Linked DNA regions of Mus musculus: region 2 is linked to region 1. A link is a contact called in public promoter capture Hi-C data. All regions are on one chromosome and are shown on one strand. The core of a region is the stretch at or near the end of the contact, and the rest is flanking DNA. Distances in the headings are between cores, read along the strand shown.

Region 1 (2,693 bases), core at 59-2,558:
GGTAAATAGTGGATAGTCCATACCTATAATCTCAGCAATCCTAAGGTATTGGGAGTTTGAGGCCAGCCTGGGCCAGATCTACCTCAAAAATAAATAAACTAGAGCTTAATCCCAGCAGAGGGAGAGGGGCAGGTGGATCTCTGAACTTAATTAAGTCCCGCCTGGTCTCCATAGTGACAGGACAGCCAGGGATATGTCTAAACAAACAAACAAACAAAAAACATCTGTGTGAAATTTTGGCTTCTTGAAGCAATTAAAAAACACTTTCTTTATTTCATATCTTCATTTTCAACCACCCTTCAGACTTCAAGAACAAAGTTGCTTGAGACACTAAGAAATCCAAGGGTGTGGTCTCATGCCCTTGGGAGTCTCAGCACTTGGGAGACAGAGGCAGGCTGATCTCTGGATATGAGAGCTAGGCCTGGTCTATAAAGTGAGTTCCAAGATTGCCAGAGGTACACATAGAAACCATGTCTTGAAAAACAAAACAAAACTAACCAAACAAAAAGCCGGGCATGGGGCATGGTAGTGCATGCTTTTAGCCTTAAATTCCAGCACTCCGGAGGCAAAGGCAGGAGGATCTCTTGAGTTTAAGAGCAATCCCTGTCTAGAAACACTCCCCACTCCCACCTCGCCACGGACGTGCAAAGAAAGGAGGGAAAAAGAAATCAAAGAAGTATATCAACAGGCTCCTTCCTTTGCTCTAAGCAGATCTCCCCTAGGACTGTGTCCCTCCTAATAATGCAAAAACTGTAGGCGTGTGCCCTTCCTCTTTTCATGGAAATACTATCTCTTTCTTGATTTAGCTGCCCAATAAGAATTTTAAATGGCAGGAGGGTGGTAGGGGTGAGAGCAAGGCAAGTTTCTCGCACATAACATACACACACATGTTAAGCTCTGGATTCTTGAAGGAAGACGTGGATGAAATAGAATGGGAGAATCCTGAGCTAGAGACAGGTAGATGTCAACTAAGACTGTGTGCAACTGGAGGTCGGGCTTTGACTCCCTTCTCTCCAAATGGTCCAGATTTGAGAAAAATGGGTAGTGATGTTGGAAAACAGAGATCAGATCCAGAAGAAACCCTCGCCCTGGAGATTAGACATCGACTTCGCAGCAGCAGAACAAGGAACCGGGACACAGAGCTGGTTCCCAGGTTCATCGGTCCCCTGACCCGGAACAGCAGCGGGTTTCTGCACTACGCTGGCAGCCCACGTGCTAGCAACAGCGGCCACGTGGGGCCTTGAGGAAACGCCTTCGCAAAGGTTTGTCCCCTCCGCTGTCCAGTAGAGAGGAAGGCCGAGGAAGAAAGCCGGAGGAAACAGTACCAGCTACGGCTCCAACTCGCGCGTGTCAGGGACTGCGGGGGCGGGGCGGGGCGGGGGTGGGGCTTGGTTTAGACCCCCGGCGGGTAGGGCGGGGCCGGGGGCTAGAAAGGGTGGGCTCTAGAGGGCCAGCAGGTAGCCGCTTCATTTCTGCTAAGGTTCCTCGACTTGCACCCTACAACGGGCTCCAGGCTAGAGGACTCCTGATTCACCATGGAGTCCACGCTGAGCGCGGGCATCATAATGGCTGAAGCACTACAGAACCGGCTTCCCGGGCTAGAGAATATGTGGCTCTGGGTCACCTTTCTGGGCGATCCTAAGAATCTTTTTCAGTTCTGCTTCCCCGCGGCCTACTACGCCTCCCGCCGCCTGGGCATCTCCGTGCTCTGGATCACCTTCATTGCTGAGTGGCTCAACCTTGTCTTCAAGTGGTGAGACAGAGAGAAGCCTTCGGGCATCCTGGTCCCCTTATCCCTTTGGGGCCCTGATCTCCCTCAAGTAGTTACCTCAAAGGCAAACACTTTTCTACCTATTCTTATCCCCTTAGGCCCTAGTCTTCACCTCAGATCTCACAGTTCACCCATCCTCAACTATCCGGATCAGAGAAACGACTTAAGGGGCGTGTTCAACTGCAAATACAGTCTCCGCCTCAGACCTACTGATTTCGTAACTCCAAATTTAGTTGTAGTTGGAAATCTGCGTTTTAGCAGTTATTACTAGAAATGTAGGTAGCCGAAAATCTTCTTTCTTAGCTGAACATCTTATTCATCTATCCATTTGTTTGACATTAAACTAGGCACCAGTTTCATTAAGATGTGGTCCCTGGTTTAAGCTCAAAAGCAGAGTCAATGCTTGAAGACTTACTAGAAATACAGACTCTAAAGCTCCAGGCCAGATCTGCACTTTAACAAGCCCCCCACCCCCACCCCCGATTATAATGTGCCCAATGAAATTTAGAAGCCACTCAATGCCAGTCACTAAAGGGAATCCTTACCCTACCTGCAAGGAACACTTTTCTTCTCTCCCCAGTACTTAGTCTAGCTTTCTCATTCTAAGAAGCCAGTGGCCCCACACTGCTGGGCCTCCTGCAGCCCTTGGGGTTTATCTGGGCCACCGTGTTTGTTTGCTTGTTTGTTTTTCTGTCTTTTCGGAGTACAGAAGGGAGTTACTCAACACTGCTGTTGCCCAGGCTCCCCAGCCTTGAAGGAGGAAGCAAGGATCATAAAGAGACATAGAATAAGCTAACATGACAAGCTGGAAAGCAGACAATTTGTCCCTCTCCCTCCCGCCCTTCTCCACAAGGGCTTGTAAAGCTAAAAGCGGTTGTCTAATCATTTCCTCCTGGCCTAACTGCCCCTATCTTACCTCCCT
Region 2 (2,693 bases), core at 118-2,617, 79 kb after region 1:
TGGAGGCTAGGAACTGAAGCTGAGGACAAAACTGTAGGAGAGACATTCTGTGTGGGAGCCTGCGGCCAGGGGGAAGTGAGAGATACAGAGGAGGAGAAGGTTGCTGGAGAGTGGGTGGGAGCAAGCACCGGGAGCAAGGAGGGACCCACATGGCATTGCCAAGACACTGCAGAGCCTGCAGTCTTGAAGACAGAAGCCCGCTGACATCCCTCCACCCTCCCCTGCCAGCTAATCGACCAGCTGTTGTTGTTTCCGCGGCCTCATTCCTCCCCCTAGAGGCTCCTGGAAGTACAGCCATTTCCTCCTAAAGCGAATGGGGCGTAGTTTCCCAAAAGTCTCATCCCTTCAGTCTCCACTTCCAAGGTCAAATCCCTGGACACATCCGCAGTCAGGCACGTGATTCCCCTAGAAACCAGGGAGGGAAAAAAAAAACTAGTCACTGAAGGTAGAGACCGTGCCCAGTTTCGGCATGAGGGGACAAGAAGAGGATTTGCTCAACTGTCTACCCAACATAGCACTACCCTCTAGGGTACTTATCTAAAGTGTGGCCCACTGGAGGCCTTGGCACACCCCCACAAGCTATGTAACTTTGAGTCAGTTTTACCTTTTTAAGACTTAAATTCCACCCAGGTGTGGTAGTGTATCCCTTTAATCCCAGCATTCCTGAGGCAAAGGGAAGTGGATCGCTGAGTTCAAGGCCAGTCTGGTCTACAGAGCTAGTTTCAGGACAGCCAGGACTACACAGAGGAACCCTGTCTCAAAAAACAAAAACAGCAGCACTGCCAACAACAAAACCTTACGTCCTGTAAGTCTCTATCCATCTCAGGTGCTGAACTGAAATTCTTAGCTTGGCCTCATTTCCTGACCAAATCTGTCTTGTATTACAACACTGACTGGTCATCTGAGTAGAGATGGATCTGAGAGTGATTTCAGTTCTAGAAAGCATGGTGTGTGTGTGCAGTGGTTGCTGTTATTTCAAATTCAGGAAGAGTGGTTTGGCTTCTTGGAAGCTCTCTCCACTTCCCCAGACTGAGGTCTATGGGCCATCCTGGGCTTCTACCCTTTTTACCAGCCAATACTTCAGAGGCTGCAGGACCCTGGTCCTTCCTCTACCCTGTCCTGCCCACCCATCTCATGGTTGACTGCTTTGACTAGAAGGCTCACTCCAGAGAAGTGGGGTCCAGGAGTGACCTTTGGCTGAGGCCCTGTTGACCAACAAAAGGGTACCAGCAGGGTCAGAGGCTGGCCCAATACCATCTGCATTAAGATCATGACTCTAGGCAAACTGTTTACCAATGCAGTGAGGGGCCTATTTATAGCCTCAGCTGTTTCTCCAGCTTACCAAGAAGGGGGCAGGGTGGCTCCCCAGAGCAAGGTGCTAGCTGGGACAAGGAACGATTCTCTGCCTAGGTGGCACTGCCCAGACCACTGGACCCCTCATGGCAGGGGAGAGCTTTCCTTTCACATCCTCCACACTGCGTGCTCTCCGCCTGCAGAGAGAGTGGCTGGACTGGGAGGACAGGAGGAGAGCTGCTGCCCAGCAGTGCCGCAGGCACAGGGACCTCCCTTGTCCCCAGGCCCAGCTCCTTAGGCCTCGCCGCTCCTGCCGAGACCCAGCTGTCCACAATGCCCTGTTCTCTGGGGACCTACAGCAGCTCCAAATCCTGTTCCAAGATGAAGACGCTGCCAATATGATTGTGGAGACTGTGAGCAACCAGCTGGCCTGGTCAGCGGAACAGGGTAGGGAACACCACCTAGGAGGACAGAAGAGGGACAGGAGTGGGGGTTGGGAAGGGAAGAAGAATCCATACGCCACTTCTCCGTAAAGAGCCTAGAACGGACCCATAGTCACCCATATTAACTCTTTCCTAAACAGTTGAGGCCAACCACGGTTTTCCTCAAACTCATAGAGATCCACCCGCCTCTGCCTCCTTCATGTTGGGATTAAGGGTGTGAGCCACTATGCCCACCCTCCAAATTTTTTTGGTTTTTTTTTTTTTTTTTCACTATAGCCCTGGCTGTCCTGGAACTCACTTTGTAGACCAGGCTGGCTTCCAACTCAGAGATCTGCCTGCCTCTGCTTCCTAATCTGCTGGGATCAAAGGTGCATCTTACCACCACCTAGCTAAAGTTATATTCTCTCTCTCTCTCTCTCTTTTTAAAGATTTATTTATTTATTATATGTAAGTACACTGTAGCTGACTTCAGTTGCACCAGAAGAGGGCATCAGATCTCATTACCAATGGTTGTGAGCCACCATGTGGTTGCTGGGATTTGAACTCAGTACCTTCAGAAGTAGTCAGTGCTCTTAACCGGCTGAGCTATCTCGCCAGCCTTAAAGTTATATTCTCATATAACACATATACAGATTGTAAATTTTGGCTTTGGTTAATTATATGCACTATATTACTATAGCGTTATATATATGAAAATATACACACATACATATATATCCATGTTTCTCTTACAGTTTCCTGCTATAGTAGACAGTTTTTATGAAACTCATATGCAATTTTTCCTTACCATTACTGACTTTGGGGGTTAGGGAGTGGTGTTGTAGGGAGAAAAGCCAAGCCCCTCCTGCTGAGCCACCCCACCAGCCCCATCTTATTTGGGGGCTAGAGGATTGAACTCTAATTTGAATGCTAATAACCATTGTCTTCGCCACTGTGCTCCGGCCACAGATGGCAAGC

What was found. Promoter capture Hi-C pulls out the DNA fragments that hold promoters and counts their contacts.
Region 2: a promoter capture Hi-C map of macrophages shows a contact between it and region 1, with 7 read pairs. The contact joins the promoter of Asb16 here to the promoter of G6pc3 in region 1. A contact is called at or near these places in 10 of 39 promoter capture datasets (the 3T3-L1 cell line, embryonic stem cells, hematopoietic stem and progenitor cells and 5 more), 29 of 484 Hi-C or Micro-C datasets (the AML12 cell line, the Ba/F3 cell line, the C2C12 cell line and 20 more), 12 of 115 datasets of contacts at active chromatin or transcription factors (the 230-238 cell line, the HPC-7 cell line, bone marrow-derived macrophages and 8 more) and 5 of 9 other capture datasets (adipose tissue, embryonic stem cells, liver and 2 more).

What each region holds. Positions count from the first base shown.
Region 1 is chr11:102,188,391-102,191,083 of GRCm38.p6, forward strand. G6pc3 (glucose 6 phosphatase, catalytic, 3) reads left to right here and starts at 1,309. Exons shown (of 6, transcript NM_175935.3): 1 at 1,309-1,753. The coding sequence starts at 1,536.
Region 2 is chr11:102,267,384-102,270,076 of GRCm38.p6, forward strand. Asb16 (ankyrin repeat and SOCS box-containing 16) reads left to right here and starts at 1,368. Exons shown (of 5, transcript NM_148953.3): 1 at 1,368-1,740. The coding sequence starts at 1,440.